Linked DNA regions of Zea mays: region 1 is linked to region 2. A link is a contact called in public Hi-C data. All regions are on one chromosome and are shown on one strand. The core of a region is the stretch at or near the end of the contact, and the rest is flanking DNA. Distances in the headings are between cores, read along the strand shown. Region 1 holds the start of LOC103651530 (actin cytoskeleton-regulatory complex protein pan1). Region 2 holds the start of LOC542681 (submergence induced protein SI397).

What was found. A called contact is a pair of places that touch in the nucleus more often than the background predicts.
Region 1: a contact with region 2 is called in a Hi-C map of bundle sheath, with 2.5 times the contacts expected there. The contact joins the promoter of LOC103651530 here to the promoter of LOC542681 in region 2. A contact is called at or near these places in 2 of 25 Hi-C or Micro-C datasets (bundle sheath and leaf mesophyll).

What each region holds. Positions count from the first base shown.
Region 1 is chr3:226,463,794-226,466,493 of Zm-B73-REFERENCE-NAM-5.0, reverse strand. LOC103651530 (actin cytoskeleton-regulatory complex protein pan1) reads right to left here and starts at 1,318. Exons shown (of 1, transcript NM_001353369.1): 1 at 1-1,318. The coding sequence starts at 1,196.
Region 2 is chr3:226,262,791-226,265,490 of Zm-B73-REFERENCE-NAM-5.0, reverse strand. LOC542681 (submergence induced protein SI397) reads left to right here and starts at 1,295. Exons shown (of 4, transcript NM_001152602.1): 1 at 1,295-1,509; 2 at 1,608-1,675; 3 at 1,792-2,484. The coding sequence starts at 1,443.

The DNA.
Region 1 (2,700 bases), core at 69-2,568, 200 kb before region 2:
GGCGCTACCGCTGCCTCCTGTTCCGGCATGGCGTCCATCACCTCCGAGCCCCACCTCGTGCTCCTCGCCGCCGCCACTCTCGCCTCCTGCTCCAGTATGCTATCCAGCGACTCTGAGTTCCACCTCCTGAGCCTCGCCGGCGCTACAGCCGCGTCCTGTTCCGGCATGGCGCCCACCACCTCCGAGTCCCACCTTCTACTCCGCGCCGGTGCCGCCTCCTGTTCCAACATGACATCAACAACCTCGGAGTTCCACCTCCTGAGCCTCGGCGGCGCCCGCGCGCCCCCGCTCTGTTGCTGCAGCGGCCTCTCCTCGGCCATCTCGGGGAGCCTCTCGACGCTCCTCCTCCTCGTCCTCCGCGGCTGCGACTGCGACTGCGACTGCGAGGCCCGGCCGCGCTCGACGAAGGTGTCGACGGGGATGGTCTTGACCTCCGCCGCCGCTGCCCTCCCGTGCGGGTCGACGTCCCAGGTCCGCTCCTGCCGCTCCGGGCGGCGGGCGCGGTACAGCTCGGCGTCGTCGTAGAAGCGCCAGGCGGAGTCCGGGGACGCGAGGGCCCAGACGCCGTCGCTGCCGAGGCGCAGCTCCGGGTAGGAGCTGCTGCTCTTCATCCGGCGGATCCCCGAGGCATGGGCGTGGTTGGTGGTGCGGGACAGGCTGGCGTAGATGGCGGACATGGAGTCGTAGCCCTCCTGCTCCCAGTCCCCCGAGCTCGTAGTAGTCGCCGCCACCGTGACGGGCTCCGCGGCGGGCGCCGCCGAGGACGCCAGGCGATGACGGTCGTCCTTGGCAGACGCGTAAGCTGAAGTCGCGGAGGAAGAGGAGTCCCCGTCGCCGCCGCGGCCGAGGAGACCACAGAGGATGGCGAAGAGCACGAGGCAGAGGTTGACGACGTCCCAGCCGCTCTTGAAGCTGATCCCGCCGCGGCGGTACCGGTACCCTCCCTCAGTGCCTCTTCCGCCTCCCGCCCAAACCGTCCCGCCGCCGCCGCCGCCGCGGCGCATCGCAGAGGGCAGGAAGGGCAGCAGGAGCAGCGCGAACAGGAGCACGAGGACCCAGACCTTTGGGCCCCCGGCGCCCGCCGCATTGTCGTCGGCGTCGGCGTAGCGGGCGTGCGCGTCCGCGCTACCGCTCGTGCTGGGCCCGCCGTCGTCCGCGGCGGAGGAAGCAGGACTCCTCCTCACCTGGCCCTCCATCCGATCTCCTCCACCGCGTCTCCGTCGTTGGTTGGCCGGCGGCGTCGTTGGCTGGCCGGGAAAAAGGGCAAAGCGCACTCTCCGCCCTCCCTATCCCTTTTGGTCTGTGACGGTTGCTGTTGGCTTTTTGGGCGATGTTTCTCTCGCTGTTGTAGTAGCTAGGTAGGCTGCTTTCTTTCTGTCTCCCTGACCTCACAGGCAAAGAGATATATAGCCGTACGCCAGCGCCAGGACACACGGGGCAGGTTTCTGATCTGCTCTGCTTGGTTTGAATGCCGTGTTTTGTTCAAGCCTCGTCTCTAAAGTCTCACTCCAAAATTTCATTATTTAACCGAACAGCTCCTAGATTTTATTTTGGAATCCATGCTAGAATTCCATAAGATGATTGCTCGTCTTGGTTTATATATTTATTACGTGGCACGAAACGAGAGCGGCGTTGGGAATGATTAGGCGAGGCACTGCTACAGCAATAATGCTGAGGGGTGTTTGGGAATAAAGTTTTTCTGCAGTTTTGGAAGAATACTGCAGTATTCTCAAATACTGCAGTATTATATACATAATGGTGTTTGGCAAGCTGGGTAAAATCTCTGTTTTCAAAACTGAAGTATTGCAAATACTATAGTTGTTTTAAGGCATTCTAAACTTAGCTCTGGACCTCAGTTTTCAAAACTGCGGTATTATAAACTACGGTATTATCATAACTAAAGTATAGTATAGTATTTCAAAAACTGTAGTTTTCAAAAACTTTGTTCCCAGACAGGGCCTGAGCCTTACCGCATACTATAAAATAATGGAAATCCGTGAACTAGTGCCGGTCTACCGTGACGCGCTCGCACTGTTGTTGTGCACCGAAGCTTCGCTGCCAAGCAGCAGCAGCAGAAGCACCGTGTTGATTTTTTTGTGCCAAGCTGAGAGGTACTCCCTAGAGGACTGCGTTGGCAGGTACGATACGAGGCTGCAACGAACAAGTCGCGCCGGTGCGTTGCGTGTGGTGGTGTGTGATGAACTGATTGACGAGTGGCTCTGCTTGCTCTGGCTCCCGCTCCTCCGATGAATCATGAACAGGTGGTAGCCGGCTCACGCCATCCGATGGGCGAGCGATTCGCTGCGGATCGGAGGGAGCTCAGGTAGGCGGGGCTGTCGCGCATGGAGCTGGTGTTTGTTTCGCCAGGCCCAGGCGAGGCCGACAAGAACGGCAATGGAAACAGAATCCGGCTCAGGCTGGCTGGCTGGCTTCCGCTGCGCATGAACCCCCAGAAGAGGAGCAGAGCAGGGGGACGTAAACGTAATACGCACGCACATTTGTTCCTCCTCCACAGTCCACACATTGTTCGTGCGTGCGTGCGTCTTTGGGTTGTTTTGGACCGGCAACTGGCACTGGCAGCGTCATCAGCATGCCCTGCCTTTCCGGGGGCTTGGCTTGCCTGCTGGGCTGGGCTGGGCTGGCCACCATCACATCCGCGGCGTCCAGCGCAGCAGAGCGATGACAGTGTGTGACTGTGGG
Region 2 (2,700 bases), core at 46-2,545:
GCGATATATCTATTAATATTAATTACATAAATACTAATATTTTATTTTATATATTTAGCTATAGTTAAACATATTTGATTCGTATAAAAAACGAGAACGACATAGACAAGAACTTGTTCGTCATTACGACATATACAAGAGCTTGTTGGTCATCTCAATACATGCGGATTAGGTGAAATTGAATGGATTTAAATCTCAAACAAATCAAAAAATTTATAATTTTTTCAGTAGATAAAAATAACCGAACAAGGTTTAAAAAGAAATTGTCAATATATATATATATATATATATATATATATATATATATATATATATATATATATATATATATATATATATATATATAAAGAGACCTATGTCGACATTTTGACATCTAGATTTTAGACCACCCAATGTTATTTTATTGTGGTAATAAAGAGCGGTGATCAACCAAAAATAATCGTCAAATTGACATGTCAGACGAAGCCTGTACGTACATGGTTTTTTGTGGCCCACTGTATTGTGCGCGACTGGCTGTATCCCCCTCGTCAGCAGTGGCAGGCATCGGGCATGCACGACGATGACACACACTCATATCTGCAAGACTTTCTTTCGTCCTGTGTCCAGAAACACCAAAACTTTTCCGAGGAAGCTGACAATATTTCGTCGAAACCTCCCCCGTATTTCCACGTCATGCAACCACCACACCACCCTCCACCTCCTCCGCGTCTGTGTACCCAGGCAAAAGATCGCACGCACCCAAGTTCAAGTTCGACCCAAACTGTTTCCACAGCACAGTGCAGGCCGGGAGGGGGAAAAAAAAGAAGGGATCGAGTCGAGAGACACTGGCCTCTGCTTTCCGTGTGTGGGGGTTCTCCTCTCTCTTGATGCTTTTTCTCCGCCGCACTTCCTACGTCCATGCAACAAGGTACCAAATCTTAACTAATCGCAATTGTGTGTGTTTATTTATTTATTTATTTATTTATCTATCTATCTATTCGTTTCGCACCGATCCTTCCTCCCTCCCCCGTTTTCTCCTCCTTTGACCAGTGCACGAGCTGACATATATACCCCCACGGGGCCGTCGCCGCCGCAGTCGCCTCAACCCGCTCGGTTTCTTTGCCTCCTCCGTGGCAATCGGAGAGCACTCGCCCTCGCACTCGCCCAACTCATGGTGGATTGACGGCATGGAGGGAGGCGAGGCTGGAGGCTTGAGATTCCTCCTCCGGTTCGACCCGGCAAGGCCCGGGCTCGACCGCGCGCTGCTCGGCTTCTCCTTCTCCGCCCTCTTCAGCCGCCTCGTCGTTGGATGGAGCAAGCATGGCCAGACGGGAGGAGGAGGAGGAGGAGGGTTTCCGGCGATCGCGGCGGAGGGTGAGGGTGGGGAGGGCTCCGGGAACGCCGCCGTGTCCGTGGCCGCGCTTGCCGCCGCCGCCGCCGCCGCTTCTCTCTGCCTCGCGGCGATGTACGCGTCCGATCAGCGGCGGCCTCGCCATGCTCGCGCTCGACGGCTGCCGGCGCTGGCTTCAGGTACGCGGTTTCGTTTTAGATTTGAGTTGACGACGCTGGCCTGGCTTGGATTCTGTTACCTATGGATCTTCTCTCTCTCTCTCTCTCTCTCTCTGCAGCTCCGCGGTCCCGTGCGCTGCATGCTCCTCATGATGGGCTCAGGATTCTGTCGTCAGACGACCCAAACGTGAGTTTTCCTCAGACTGGCGATGGCCGGTTTCGCAAACAAGCCTTTTGGACTGGAGTCTGGAGCTATGACGACGGCATGTCTGATGCTTGCCGATACGATCCTCCAAATTCCAGGACGAATCTCCGGACAAGGTGATCCACGGCGCGTCGATCGGCGCCGGAGACGACGAGCCGGATATCGTCGCGCGAGTGGAGATGGACGCTACCCCGCCGGCAGTTCCCGTGCCAAATGCCGACGACGACGACGACGACGACGAAACCGAAACGGAAGCAGAGGAGGAGGAAGAAGAAGAGGAGCGGCAGGAGCTCCAGCGGCTGAGGGAGCTGTGGCTGTCGCTGGAGGAGCGGGAGCAGAGGCTGGAGCTCCGCCTGCAGGAGCTGGAGGGCCTCCGGTCGCAGGAGGCCGCCGCGCGGGAGCTCGAGGCCCGCGTCGCCGCCGCCGACGCGGAGGTGCGGATCCTGCAGCTCAGTGTCTCCGCGCTGCAGGAGGAGAACGGGAGGCTCAGGGCGCGGGCGGAGGACCTGGACGCCGCCCGCGCTGAGCTGGCGCGCGCCAAGGAGAAGCTGCGCGCGGTCAAGGCGCGCGTGCAGGGCGAGCAGGAGGCGGCGGCGGCGGCGCTCCGGAGGAAGGTGGAGGAGCTCGAGAGCGGCGGGCGGGAGAGGGTCGGCGCGCTGGTGGCGGAGGTCGCGGAGCTGCGCAAGGCGAACGCCGCGCTGGAGGCGGACAATATGGAGCTCGCCCTCAGGCTGCAGGACGCAGAGCAGCAGGCTGCATCCGGCGCCTCTGCTAGTAATCTGGCCCCTGAGGTAATTGCTTTCTTAATTACTGTCTTCAGTATAATCCAGTTTTACGTATCAAATGTTAGTTTTGGTGAATTATTTTGTTTGATGAGCGTTGTAGACCATTGAAGATGGTACCTTGCACGTTTCTTTTTTTTGGAAAGTAGTTCGGTGCACGAGGTTCATACGTAGAGATGGCACTCGCGACCCGATATCCGATGGGTATTTACTCTATTAGGGTAT